Regions from separate parts of the Mus musculus genome. Here region 2 is linked to region 1. A link is a contact called in public HiChIP or PLAC-seq data. All regions are on one chromosome and are shown on one strand. The core of a region is the stretch at or near the end of the contact, and the rest is flanking DNA. Distances in the headings are between cores, read along the strand shown. Region 1 has its middle 6.3 kb from the start of Gm31068. Region 2 has its middle 22 kb from the start of Actb.

What was found. HiChIP or PLAC-seq counts read pairs in DNA pulled down with a chosen protein or histone mark.
Region 2: a contact with region 1 is called in an H3K27ac HiChIP or PLAC-seq map of microglia, with 4 times the contacts expected there. The contact joins two enhancer-like sites. A contact is called at or near these places in 1 of 484 Hi-C or Micro-C datasets (CD8 T cells) and 1 of 115 datasets of contacts at active chromatin or transcription factors (microglia).

The regions. Positions count from the first base shown.
Region 1 is chr5:142,369,853-142,374,072 of GRCm38.p6, forward strand. No RefSeq gene overlaps it. Among named protein-coding and RNA genes, the nearest start is that of Gm31068, 6.3 kb to the left of the region's middle. Within about 2 kb of position 1,564, at least 81 of the 459 cell types and tissues checked have an H3K27ac peak or open chromatin away from gene starts, as enhancers often do. A contact at or near this core is called in CD8 T cells and microglia, where this site is marked.
Region 2 is chr5:142,926,804-142,931,144 of GRCm38.p6, forward strand. No RefSeq gene overlaps it. Among named protein-coding and RNA genes, the nearest start is that of Actb, 22 kb to the left of the region's middle. Within about 2 kb of position 2,443, at least 285 of the 459 cell types and tissues checked have an H3K27ac peak or open chromatin away from gene starts, as enhancers often do. A contact at or near this core is called in CD8 T cells and microglia, where this site is marked.

The DNA of each region.
Region 1 (4,220 bases), core at 314-2,813:
CAGAGCCCACCTTTTAAAAGCATCCTGGTGTTGTGAATCATGGTTATAACCCCTCGCTGGTCAACCTACTATAACTGACAAGTTCCAGACCAACAAGAGACAGTCTCAGAATAAAAGGTAAGTGGACAGCAGCTGACAAAGTACAGGAGACATTCATTTGTATTACATGTGGGCTGGCGAGGCTGCAGGTGAGGTTCTCAGTGATTGATAAGGAAGGGCCCAGCCCATTGTGGGTGGTGCTATCCTTGGGCTAGTGGTCCCAGGTTCTATAAGAAAGCAGGCTGGGCAAGCCACAAGGAGCAAGCCAGTAAGCAGCATCCCTCCATGGCCTCTGTATCGACTACTGCCTCCAGGTTCCTGCTCTGTTTGAGTTCCTGGCCTGACTTCCTTTGAGGATGAACAGTGATGTGGAAATGTCAGCCAGATAAACCCTTTGCTCCCCACGTGGCTTTAGTCATGGTTTTTTATTACAGTAGTAACCATCATTAGGACATACATTTGTAAGATTATGTGTACCCACACTCATAAACACACACATAATAATCAGAACGTATGCAGACGTTGAGCTGCCTAGGAGATGAGTAAAGGACACTTACTCCTGTGAGGGTGTGTCCCAGAGGACATATGGGGGTCCAGCCGCTGAGACAAGGACACCACCCTGAGCACAGACAGGATTCTCTGATAGACTACAGGTCAACATGGAGCCAAAATGGAGGAAGGAGCCAGGGCTGGTACTCAGTAGGTTGATGCAGGAGGACAGCAATTTCAAGGCCTGCCTGTGTGACCGGAGCTCAAGACCTGCCCAGGTAACTTAGTAAGACCTTGTCTCAAAAGGAAAGTCAAAGAGGATTGGGTTGAAGCTCATTAGTAGCTCACCCACCTGGAATCCCCCAGTGAGGGGCTGGGGTGTGGCTCAGTGGTAGAGCCCCTGCCTAGAATCCCCCATTGAGGGGCTGGGGTGTGGCTCAGTGGTAGAGCCCCTGCCTAGACTCCCCCAGTGAGGGGCTGGGGTGTGGCTCAGTGGTAGAGCCCCTGCCTAGAATCCCCCAGTGAGGGGCTGGGGCGTGGCTCAGTGGTAGAGCTCCTTCCTAGAATCCCCCAGTGAGGGGCTGGGGTGTGGCTCAGTGGTAGATCCCCTGCCTAGAATCTCCCAGGGAGGGACTGGGGTGTGGCTCAGTGGTAGAGCACCTGCCTAGCATGCCAGAAACACTGGGTTCAGTCCTCAACACTGAGAGGGAGAGGGAGAGAAAAAAAAGAGAGAGGAAAAAAGAAAAAAAAATTAAATATCCCATTTGATCCTTGCTTTCATGGACCATAATAACTTCTAATGACCCCTATTTAACCTCCAAGAAGTACGTTTTACACCCAGGAGGGACCCATCCCACCTGCTGACTAATGTCTCCCTTGCTGTTGCTGTCTAACACCATCGAGTCTCATCACCTCCCATGAGCCCTCAGGTCCGCGCAAGCGAAAGCTTCTGTTGTGGTATTAGGCTGACCTCACACCCTGTCTGAAGGTTAGCAGTGCTGGGAGCCCTGTGTCTTGTGTCCCATTCATAGGCCTTCATTTTTTTCTGGCACACTTCTATCACAGAAACCCAGGGAAGGAGCTGCCTGTCCCCTTTACCCAGGACTCTCAGGGTGACCAGTCCCACCCTCACACACGATCTCCCCTCTGTGGGGTCTCACAAAAGAAATCTAGAATTGTTGTGCTCCAGCTCTAGCCCCGACCTTCCCAAGCTGCTCAGGTCGTGAGATTGGCCTGGCACAGACAGAACGAGGACCCCGGGTTGCAAGCAGGCAGCCACCAAGGCTTTATCGCAGATTTCTGCGGAACAAAGGCCCTGCCGGCCCTGGGAGCTCACGCTGTGGCCCTATTGAAATCTTGAGGTAGCCTTCTATTAATCACCCCCGCCCCCCACCCCCACCCCCGTGCCTCAGAGGCCAAAAAAGGGAGACACACAAAAACCTCTTTTCTAAGCAGGAAGAGCTTTGCGGAGACCCAAGCAGAAAGATTTCAGCCCACAAACCCCTCTCTCTGCCAACCGCATAGATCCTTGGGCCTCCTAGACTCGTACAAACAAACAAGAGAAGCCTGACTGGACGGAAGGACGGAAGGAGGGGGAGCAGACGGACGTGACCAAAAGCCCTGTGAACTCTAGGAAAGCAGCCTGGGTGAGGGAGGGCCCTCACAACCCCTCCCTTGTCTTTTTAGAAATCAAAAAGACCCGATTGAATGTTTTTGGTTTTTTTTAGGTACACAATGAGAGCATAGGCAAAAAAAGAAACAAAAATCTCACTTCCTAAAGAAACGAAGAAGAGAGAACAAATTTTTAGAGAAAGATTTTTAAAAAAAGAAAAGTAAAAACAAATATTCCATTCCTTCCTTCTTCAGACGTGGCCTTAAGTCGCAGCTCGTCTCCACCTCCCCAGTGTTCAGTGTTAACTGGTAAGGAATGCTATATTGTTCAGTCGTTGGTAAATGTTAGGTTTGGCTTCCGAGGGTTTGTAGGGAAATAAAGAGGTGTACACTCACACATGTGTATGGAAACCAGAGGCCAACAGCCAGTGTCTTCTCTGCCTTTTAGACTTGTTTTCTTTTTAATGCATATGTTCATGTCTACATGTGTGTTTGTGCACCTGAGGACAGTGTCTTCTCTGCCTTTTAGATTTGTTTTATTTTTAATTTACGTCTATATGTTAATGTCCTGCTGAGCCATCTCTCCCCACCATCACCACCATTTTCCTTTTATCAGTGGAGCCAAGCACAGCTTACTCCTTTCATTTTTGCCACAGGAGGCCAAGCCTAAAGAGAGGAGAGCTGGGCTCTTGCCCTGAACCGGTCTCAGCTGATGCTGATCCCAGGGCCAGGCCCCTTCTCTCCTTTATAAGCGGGATTCTGCAAGGTCTCCAGTTCCTGGGAAACTCATTTTAGGAGAGTCTCATGAGCCAGCAAGGTAGTGGTTGCCCAGCCTCCCACAGGCTTGCTGGCAATGGCTTGCCTGAAAGCGCTCTTTGTCCACCATAGCTTTACAGACACCTCTCAGCCCTCGCTGTGCATTTGTAAACAGGTAAATCAAGCGCAGACAAGCTCACTTCAGACATGGCCACTGGCTTCTGCTGATTCCCGTGCTGGCCTGATGGGAGGCCACCCTACCACTGTTTGAGTTACCTGCTTGTTTCATTTATTAGGTGTGACGGTTCTATCGACTGCCAGGTACAACGGTGCACATGTAAAATCCCAGCACCTGGGAGGTGGAGGCAGGAAGAGCAGGAATGCAAGGCCATTCCTAACTACTTAGGGGTCTCAAGGCTAGCCTGAGCTACAAGAGCCCTTACTCAAAATATCTCACACATATACATCCATCCATGTGTATTTGTACTCTTATACAAGTATTAGTCTCGCTATTTTAATGACAACAGATGGGACACACAGAGAGATAGAAAGAAGGGTGGAGCGTGTAGGATCAGGAGATGAGATCAGAAGGATCAAGGTCATCATAGGGAGGTCAATCTAATCCACCCTAGGCTACACGAGACAATGATGGGGAGGGGAAGGGATTAGCGAATAAAGGTGCTTGTCTTGCAAGGCTAAGGATCTGAGTTCAATCCCCAAACCCACCTAGAGGTGGGAGGAGAAACAGTGTTACAAAGTTATCCTGTGACTTCCACACACAAGCTATATGGCTTATTCGATGATAATGATGCTGCTGATGCAGATAATGATGATGATTGAAATGGATAGGAAGAGGTTTATGAGGTTGTCTCGCATGACTGTGGAGACCAGAAAGCCCCACATCCTCCAGTTGCAAGGCCCCGAGAAGTCCATGCATGGGGTAGTTCCAAACTGAGTCTGAGGCCTAAGAACCAGGGCATAGATGTCCCAGACCAAATAACAAGGATGCCTCTGCAGGATGACAGAGCACACACCTTATTAATCTTCACATTATGTTTTAATTTGATCAAGGGAAACATATAATGTCTTCCTCTGGCCACAACAGCATGCCTATGTGCACACACACACACAAGCATGCACACACATATGCACTAAAAATAATAATAATTTATAAATGAACAGTAACAACAAAGCTGGAGGCCTGAGCTCAGAAAACGCCGCGTCCTTTCTCTACCTGCCAACTGCAGTGAAGCATGCAGTGACTGCATGGGAAATACCCACATTGATGAGGTTGGGCTGGCTACACAGTCTCCCACTCATATGCC
Region 2 (4,341 bases), core at 1,193-3,692, 560 kb after region 1:
ACTGACTGAAGCCCCAGGGTGGCCAGACCTGGGCTGTGGATTTGTGGTAATTAGGGTGTCATAGGCAAAAGATGCCCTGGGGCCCCAAGGGGCTACCTTGGTCTCTTTTACAAATTCTCCCCCCCCCACACACACCGCAACCCCTCCCCCCGGGTCTCTGTCTGTCTCCCTCTCTTGGTTTCTGTCTCTCTCTGTGTCTCTCCCTGCTGAAGATTAAACCCAGGTCTTTCACATACTAGTCAAGAGGTCTCTATCACACTGAGCAACATCCTGTCAGCCTCCCTTCCCTTTCTCTCAGGACAGAATCACACTAAATTGCCAGGGCTGGCTTTAACTTCCAATCCTCCTGCCTCCGTAGCATCTGAGATGACAGGTTCATGCCACCGGGATCAACTGGGAGTTTGTTGTTATTCTTTGTTTTTGTTTGTTTGTTTGAGCAGAGACGTAGCTCTGTATCCCTGGCTAGCCAGGGACTTGCTGCCTAGATTAGGCTCATCCCCAAATTGCTGTGCTCCCTTGGCTCTGCCTCCTAAGTGCTGTGTCTACATAAGAGGGCCGCCATGTCTGCCTTCCATTAGTGTTTCTGGAGACAAGTCTTTCTCCAAATGAGACTGACCTCAGATTCACCCTGCAGTCCAAGCTGGCCTGGAACTTGTAGCAATCCTCCTGCTTTCTTCAGTGCTGAGCTTACAAGTGAGTCTCCACACCCAACTTTTTGTCTACAGCTTCAGTATCCCTGTTTGTCAGCGGGGATGCTTCCTGCCAAGGCTCAAACTCCAAGTCTCCTCTGAGAAGCCTACTCCTCCAGGACCATAGACACAGCGAGGCCAGGATCAAAACTTGGAAGCTCATCACACAAAGTTCCAGTGTGGCCTGATGGTGCCCCTGTACTAGCTACTTGGAAGGGCAAAGCTGGAGCCGGTCATGAGTTCTAGGACAGTCTGGTCAATTTAGCAGCGTGCCTCCATTCCACTTCGCCCCCCGCCCCACAAAAAGTAAAGAGGGTTGGAGGGCGGGGAACATAGCTCCCACAGAAGAGCACTGGTCAAGCAGGCATGAGATGTGGGACTCAGACCCTCAGCGCAGGGTAGCGTAAACCGGATATGACGATACCTGTCAGTAATGCCAGCATTTGGAAGGTGAAGGCAGAAGGACCAGAAATTAGTGGTCATCCTTGCCTCCATAGGGAGGCAGAGGGAAGCCTGGGCTATGTGAAACCCAATCTCAAAAACAAATGACTGATAGGGGCTGGAGAGGTGGCTCAGTGGTTAGGAGCACTTGCTGATCTCACAGGGGTCCTGTGTTTGACTCCCAGCACCCATGTCTGGTGGCTCCCAACTGCCTGTGACTCTAATTCCAGGGGATCCTATATGTCTGGCTCCCATGGGCACCAACAGTTACATGCACATACCCACCTACAAACACACACTCATACACATAGTCAAACAAAATGAATTGCCAGATGTGCACCACCACTCCATGCCACACACCTTTGCTATAGATGTCTGTGAGTTCTAGGCCAGCCAGGTCTACACAATGAGACCCTATATCACTCCAAAACCACTAAATAAATAAATCAATAAATCTTAGCTAGGAGTGTGTGTGGCACAGGGCTTTAATCCCAGCACTCAGGGAGACAGAGGCAAACAGATCTCTGTGATTTCAAAGCTAGCCAAGAATATACAGTGAGACTTTGTCTAATATAATAATAATAATAATAATAATAATAAAGAGAATGCCATGCAAATAGCTGTTGTTGGTTATTGTTGGTTTTTTTGGTTTTGAGAGAGTTTCAGTAGGTAGCCCTGGTTGTCCTGGAACTCACTATGACCAGGCTGGCTTCGAACTCACAGAGATCTGCCTGCCAATGCCTCTCCAGTTGCTGGAAGGTCAGTGTCACCATGCCAGGCCATAAATACAATTTTTTTTATTACGTATCTTCATCAATGACATTTCCAATGCTATCCCAAAAGTCCCCCATAAATACAATTTTTAAAAAAGAAGAAAAGAAAAAGCAAGGCTGTGGCTACAGCCTGGTGGAATGTTCTAGGCCCTAGGTTCAATTCTCTAAAGAAGCTCTGTCCTGCCTCCCTCCCCACCCGCCTTGGGAATGTCAGTCATCCAACCAGGCCAAGGGGCTGGAGAGCTGGGGCCCTTGGCTGTCCTTTGGCCTCAAGTACTATGCAGGACCCTGAGCCGCTCTCCATCTAAGCTCAGAGCCTCAGTTTCCATTTCTGTACTTCAAGGAGGGAGGGGCCTGGCCTGCAGATGGGGAGAGCGGTGCACAGCTGGGTTTGTAGTGGGAACTGGGGTTTGGCAGGGTTGGGGGGCTGGGGTGTCCCCTCCCTCTGATCCCCGCCCGCGGCCGCTGCCCACGAGTCGTCCATAAAAGGCAAGGAGCGCAAGTCGCGCCAAACTTAGTCATGCGGCGGCGGCCGGCGGCTGCCCGCGCGACTTCCTCCGCCGACTTCCCGTTTCGAGAGCGAAGCCCGCAGGGGATGTGAGGTGTGGTCCTGCCTTTCGAAATGGCTCCGATTCCCCTAAGGGGATCCGCGGTGCCGGCGCCCTGCAGAGGGGACCGCTAAGGGTCCGCGGGCACACACCCGGGCTTGTGTTTGAGAAAGTGGGGATGGGGTGGGGGTTGGGTGAAGGCAGGGAATCTCAGATAGCCCAGGCTAGCCTGCCTTAGCCTCGGAGTGCTGGAATCTCAAGAGTAAGCCATTACTTTGGGCTTAGGAATGCATGAAGGGCTTCCAGAAGGCACAGCTGTTACCCTGGAGCTGGGAGGGAGCTTGGATAAAGAGGTTAGGAGAGCATTGTTTGTTGGTGTTGGAGCAAGTACCTCATCCGTGCTAGCCCAGTGCTCCCCCTCTGAATGTTCTAGACTGTATTTCTTTGAAATAAGATCTTGTGTAGGTCGTCAGGCTGGCCTTGAACCCTTTCTTTCTTGTTTTTTTTTTTTTTTTTTTTTTGAGACGGGGTTTCACTATGTAGCTTTGGCTGGTTTAGAACTCACTCTGTAAACCAGGCTGGCTTCAAACTCAGAAATCTACCTGCTTCTGGAGCGCTGGCATAAACAGTATACAGCTGGGCCTTGAAGTCATTCTGCAGTCTCCACCTTCCAAGAGCCACATAAACCAGGCAGGCCTCTGGCTGCCTCTGCCTCCCGAGTACTGGAATTAAAGCTCTGCCCCATAATGCATGACTTATTTTATTATTTTCTTAACCATTTATATTGAGACAGGATTTCAATATGTTGCCCAGGCTGGCCCGAACCTGTTCTGTATCCAGGTAGGCACTGACCTGTTTGGATTTTTGGATTTTTAAAAAAAATATTCGGGCTGGTGAGATGGCTCAGTTGGTAAGAGTACCCGACTGCTCTTCCAAAGGTCCAGAGTTCAAATCCCAGCAACCACATGGTGGCTCACAACCATCTGTAACGAGATCTGACACCCTCTTCTGGAGTGTCTGAAGACAGCTACAGTGTACTTTACATATAATAAATAAATAAATCTTTTAAAAAAAAATATTAATTTTTAATGGGCATGGGTGTTTTTGTCTATATGAGTGTCTGTGTACCAGGTGCAGACGGTGCCTTCGAGGCCAGAAGAAGGCACTCGAGCTGGAGCTACAGACAGTTGTGAGCCACCATGGGGATGCTGGGAATTGAATGCTGTCAGTGCTTTTAGCTGGGGAAGAAACAGTTGGTCTGTGGGCACCATGCTTGTATTCCTTCAGATCTGTACTTTTCCATAGATTGGAAATGTCTTACCTGGTGTGGCGGGCAATGCAGGTCTATAATCTTAGCACTAGGGAGGCAGAGGGGCAGGAGGATCAAGAGTTCAAAGCCCATCATACCAAGTTCCAAGCCAGCCAAGGCAACAATGAGACCTTGCCTCAAGAAAAGATACTTTCTAGAAACAAAGAGACAAAATGGCTGTCCCGAACTGAGTGAGCTACCTCTTCCCCTGTTTCTTCTAGGCTATAAGACACTAATCTCTCTAGAGCAGTGGTTCTCAACCTTCCTAACGCTGTGACCTTTTAATGTAGTCCCTCATGTGGTGGTGACCCCCCAACCATAAAGTTATTTGGTTGCTACTTCATAACTGTAGTTTTGCTACTGTTACAAATTGTAACATATAAAGATCTGATATGTGGCCCACAGGTTGAAACACCCCCCACCCCCCCACCCCCGTCCCCCGAACTAGGGGTTGTTATGAAACTATGACACACAGGCTGAGGCATGAGTCCCACGTACACAGTAGGTGCTCAACAAAGGAGTCTGCTGTATTGAGCGTCCTTTGTCTCAGCCTCTCTGGGAGATGGGAAGACTAAGGTGGG